Linked DNA regions of Oryctolagus cuniculus: region 1 is linked to region 2. Evidence: chromatin contacts called from public Micro-C data. All regions are on one chromosome and are shown on one strand. Each heading gives the region's core, a stretch centred on a gene start, on an enhancer-like site or on the middle of the called end of the contact. The rest is flanking DNA. Distances are from core to core; before and after follow the strand shown. Region 1 overlaps LOC138850181 (a long non-coding RNA gene). Region 2 holds the start of ADRB2 (adrenoceptor beta 2).

Region 1 (2,700 bases), core at 195-2,694, 130 kb before region 2:
AAACAGGAGCTGAGACCCCTTCTTAAGAGTTTCTGCCCTGGTGAGAGTGCTCTGGATGCGCCAGGAGCGGCTCACTCGGTGCTTCGGGAAATGCTTCCCTATCTCCTTTCACAGAGAGAGACTCAGAATGTGCCCCCATATCTCCACGAGGTGAGAAGAAGCACACAGTCATATTTATGCGGCTGAAAAGTAGCGCTTACTTCCTTGATGGCAAAGGCCATCATTCAAGTTATGTGGACCTTTCCAACATTAGACTCAATAAAGCTGTTTATTATGAACAAAAATTTAGCCCAGTGTCTCCCAAATTGCCCTTCACCAAGGAAATTGCTTCTCTTTTCAGCCTTCCCATAGGTTTTTTCAGTGTGTGCACCCATCTTCTGTCTGTACCTAGTCCCAGAGGTTGGCATTGCAGTTTTCAAAAGTTTATCTTTTAGGCAACGGAATCATTTTTTTTTTTCGAAACATAGTTTTATGCAGGACTGTGATGCCCAAAACAGATACGATGGGGCTGCTTGCTTGAGTCACCCTTGATCTGCTGCACCCCCACCCACTTAAACCTCCCACCTGGGTTCCTGAGACAGAGCTGAAGAATCACAGGACTTGAGGGACCATTGGGAAAGGGTGGGCCCAGCACCTAATCTTAAATGAACTGGATGCTGTGGACAAGAGGATAATGAACATCTGTGGCAGAGGGCTCAAGTTGCTCTCTCGCTGGTTCTCACACACACACCCCACCCCCCACATACCCTTTCTTCCTCTCCCAAGTGTGGCTGAAGGGATCCACAGGGTGGTTTTTGTGACCTTCGGGTACTCTTTGTGGCACAGCAGGCGGCCCCCAGGTAGAAGTTCTACACCAGCAAGTGACTAAAGTGGCTTCGAGTCCTTGGCAAGAGGAACAGACAACAAACTGGCCCACAAGAGGGAGGCCATGTGTGGTGTGGGCTGGAGCGAGATGCTGGAGGTCCCAGCAGAGCTGAGGGACTGAAGGTAGGGCACACCCTGAGATCAGAAAGGGCGTGGTTGTGTATCCTCTAAGTGGGGATGCAGCAAACAACAGGACAGAAGACAGGGAGACGGAGAGCAGAGCCCAGAGAGACGGCAGCCCCAGGCAGATGCTCAGGATGCTGTCACGTTACGGGAACTGGTGGGAGGGGCAGAGAAGTCAAGGAACAGGTGAGGACACCAGCTTCGAGACAGCAAAGGACAGGACATACCAGGCTGAGTTGTCTGCCGTTGTGGTGCCAGGATTCCTCAGAGCTGAACTGGACACAGCTTAAGTACGAGGGGGAAAGCTGGCTGGGAGGCTTTCTGCTTTGTGCCTGTCCTGCTTGGTGAGCTGCTGGAGTTTCTGGCTTCTCTTTAAAGAGTATCATCACTGATGGACACTTTGAGTTAGTGTTGGGGTCTGGGGAAACCAGGGACTGGTCAAGTTAATATCTACATGGTTTGATTGTTGGCAAAGTAACTTTCTGCACAGGACCTCATTGCCCTCCGAGGTATGTCGGAGAGGTCTGCACGAGGAATGTTATTCAGCACCTGACATCCAGAGCACAGCTGCTTACAGAAAACAGAGCCCCGGCGAGGCAGGTAGAGAACCACTGTAACGCACCGTTGGCCCGGAAGTGGTGTGGCCATGTACATGAGGCTAGCACAGTTGTTTATGTCAAAGGCCTCCCACGTGTGCCCAGCCTCCAGGCAGGACGTGGCAACTATGCATTCCATTAGCAATAGGTCAGACTGGCTGTGTGCTAAGTTTCCTGGATCGTGTCACTCAGATGCGTCATGTGCACTTGGTTGTCATAGCATGTTGCACAGGAAGGTTGATCTAGGCCAGAGGTCACACCCTGGCTGCCCCTAGGCTGTGCTGACCCATAGAAGTTTTATTAAGTTTGGTTGGCAGCAAGCTTAAAACTTTGAATTGGCTGCCTACATTTAAAAATTAGAAGGTGCCATAGATATCTGAATTTCTGGCTTTCTTGAGAAATTGGTTTCCGTAGCTGTATGCTTGCCATAAGTCATCCGTTCTCCACATGCTGCAGCCCCAACTCAGTCAGCTTTACTGCTTTATATCATCTGCATGGACTCAGGTGGTTGTCCTATGTAACTTGCCATGTAGAACAGGAGCTGGCAATCTACCACCTGTGGGTCCAATGCAGTAGGTCACCTGCCTGTATAAATAAAGTTTTATTGAAACACAGTCACACGTATCTGTTGACAGACTGGCTGCTTTTACATGCACTGCACAGGGCAGAGTAGTTGTGGTAGAGAACATATTGCCTGAAAATCCTAAAATGTTTACTCTCTGGTCCTTTATAGAAAGAATTTGCTGATTCTTTATCCAGACCATGGCCAGGGCTGACTTTTCACTACCAAATGGCCCACGCGAGTGCTTTCTCAACAAAAGTTTTCTACTCTTAGAGAAACTCTCGTGTTCTTAAACCAGCCTCATTTTCTCTCCCTCCAGGCTTTATTTATAACCTACCCAGATGAGAGGGGAAGTTGGGGCCCGGCTGTTCTCCAGCCCTGGGTTACTATGAGGTCATACAATGTCAGTTTCCATAGTCAGGGCCATGAGGCAGTTGGCTTCCTTTTATTTTTCCCTTGCACGCCATATCCAAGGGGGAACAAGCAGGACGGCCTAGAACTGCTGGCATCCTACACTTCTGGAGACACTACCTACAGCTCATAGGCTCCGGCACT
Region 2 (2,700 bases), core at 79-2,578:
CAGTGCTGTTGCTGGAGTAGCCATTCCCGTAGGCCTTCAAAGAAGACCTGCGCAAGCACAGAAGCTCCTGGAAGGCAATCCTGAAGTCTGGGCTCCGGCAGTAGATGAGCGGGTTGAAAGCAGAGTTGACATAGCCCACCCAGTTGAGGAGGATGTAAACTTCCTTCGGGATGAGGTTGTCCTGGATCACGTGCACGATGTTGACGATGAAGAAGGGCAGCCAGCAGAGGGTGAATGTGCCCATGATGATGCCTAACGTCTTGAGGGCTTTGTGTTCCTTCAAGCAGAACTTGGAGGACCTGCGAAGTCCATGTCCATGCCCGCTTCGCCCATCCTGCTCCACCTGGCTGAGGTTTTGGGCATGGAACCGGCCCTCTGATTTGTCAATCTTCTGGAGCTGCTTTTTGGCCACCTGGAAGACCCTGGAGTAGACGAAGACCATGACCACCAGGGGCAAGTAGAACGACACGATGGAGGAGGCAATGGCATAGGCTTGGTTCGTGAAGAAGTCACAGCAGGTCTCCTTGGCGTAGCAGTTGATGGCTTCCTGATGGGTGGCCCTGTACCAGTGCATCTGGATGGGCAGAAAGGAGGTAAGGCCCGACACGATCCACACCATCAGAATGACCACGCGCGCCTTATTCTTGGTCAGCAGGCTTTGGTACTTGAAGGGTGAGGTGATGGCGAAATAGCGATCCACTGCGATCACGCACAGGGTCTCAATGCTGGCAGTGACGCACAGCACATCAATGGAAGTCCAAAACTCGCACCAGAAGTTACCAAAAGTCCACATTTTCATGAGAATGTGGCTCGCCCCAAAGGGTACCACCGCTAAACCCATAACCAGGTCAGCACACGCCAGTGAGGTGATGAAGTAATTTGTGACCGTCTGTAGACGTTCAAACTTGGCAATGGCTGTGATAACCAGAACGTTGCCAAACACGATGGCCAGAACAATCAGAGACATGACGATGGCCAGACCCACCACCCACGCCTCGTCTGTTTCCTGCGAGATGTCGTGGTCCGGCGCGTGACTTCCATTGGGCGCTAGCAAGAAATCGCTGCCGTTCCCGGGTTGCCCCATGGCTCGCAGGCGGGCAGGTGAGCGCCCGGGGGCGGCTGGCGGCACAGTGGCCCCGCCTCAGCGTGCGCACCTCCGGAGGGGCGCTGCGGACCGCGAGCGGACTCCTGGAAGCTTCATTCAGCGGCCGTAGTTGGATGCGGAGGGTCGCGTGGGTCACGTCCGGCGCACTCGGCTTGTGGGTTGCTCTGAGCCCTCCGTGCCCGCCAGCTCCAGCCTGCACTTCAGAGAAGCCGCCTCAGAGTGCGTTCTGCCCGTTATGTGCTCAGGACTTCGGGGCCACTGCCTCCCAGTGACGTGAGGCAACTTTCGGCCAATGGCGTGCCCGCAGCCCCGAAGGGGCGAGGCACCTCTCCCCTTCGCTTCCCTCCCCTTGCCCGCCCTCTCCTGGGGCTGGCCCGGGTGGCAGGCGGGCCACCACTCCCGGGCTGGCTCCTGAGTGCTAAAGCGGGGGCTGCGGGCTCAGCAGCGAACCAGCGAACTGAGCTCCTCTCCCTCCGGCTGCTACCTGTCTGCCCTGGGCGCTTGTGCGCATAATGGCGCTCGCGACATTTGGAAACAGGGACCAGAGTGCCATCAGAACTTGTACATACAAGCACGATGCACCCCTACGGACATGCTCAGACTTATCTGGAACTCAGGGAGACACGACACACCCACCCAGCGCACCAACATGCCTCTCGCGCGCGCTCACACACCCACCCAGCGCACCAACAAGCCTCGCGCGCGCTCACACGCAACCCACAAGCACTGTTGCCGGCAGTCACGGCTCACACGCGGTCAGAGTCAGACATAGAAGCAGCCAAGGGCACAAAGGCACGGACAGGCACACGGAAAGAAGTAAACACACTCTACGCACATAGAGGTGCGTGCGCGCTGGGACTTGGGAGCGCACAGAGCCACAGAGGCACGCGACCCTGTGCGGGTACCCACAGCTCTTCTGGCTCAAGCCCTCAATTGCCACACACCCCCGTGCTCCACCTCTCCCCACCCCGTCACCCTTTCAAACATTTGGCAAGATCACAGGAGATGACTTAAACAGCTGCCGATTCCCTCAGCACGGTCCCTGTCAGTTACTTTGAATGCTCTCCTCGGGAAGGCGGAGAGTTGGGAAGGTTTTACTCTGCGTTTCACTGCAGCTTGGCTGTGTATGGACCTAGCTTGTGATGGCGAAGAAAGTTGCGTGGTTTTGTTGCTGATTGTTGAGAGTGTAGCAGCCCCCCTTCTGTCATCTGTTGGAATGGAGATGCACTGAAAATGAAACAGATTTCCTTTCAAACGTAATGTCTTTGATAACCCCATGGCAACTGCAGAAAAAGCAATCTTTTCAGAGGCTAGATAATTTGTATCTGTTGGATTGAACCATATGAAGTTGCCTTGGTTGGTTGCCTCTGATTTACAAGAATGGACATTTCATACAGTTTGTAACATTATGACTGTACTAACTTTAAGAATGTTTTGAAACTGTGGAAAGATGATTTTTCCAAAAAAAAAGTCAAACCAAGCCTTGAAACTAAATGTCTTTGTTCATGAAATATTACCCTTTGCATCTGGCATATGACTTTAATGTTAAAAAGAAATTTGATTTTCAGGGTTTGGTTTCATATGTACCAGTGAGG

Evidence for each region. Hi-C and Micro-C count contacts between places; a contact is called where the count stands out from the background.
Region 1: a contact with region 2 is called in a Micro-C map of ear pinna, with 2.9 times the contacts expected there. The contact joins the enhancer-like site here to the promoter of ADRB2 in region 2. A contact is called at or near these places in 3 of 6 Hi-C or Micro-C datasets (ear pinna, psoas muscle and an unstated tissue).

The regions. Positions count from the first base shown.
Region 1 is chr6:36,357,890-36,360,589 of mOryCun1.1, reverse strand. The region is part of intron 1 of LOC138850181 (a long non-coding RNA gene); the gene reads right to left. Among named protein-coding and RNA genes, the nearest start is that of SH3TC2, 110 kb to the left of the region's middle. Within about 2 kb of position 1,444, at least 2 of the 8 cell types and tissues checked have an H3K27ac peak or open chromatin away from gene starts, as enhancers often do. A contact at or near this core is called in ear pinna, where this site is marked.
Region 2 is chr6:36,223,901-36,226,600 of mOryCun1.1, reverse strand. It overlaps ADRB2 (adrenoceptor beta 2), which reads right to left and starts at 1,328. Exons shown (of 5, transcript XR_011389806.1): 1 at 1-1,328.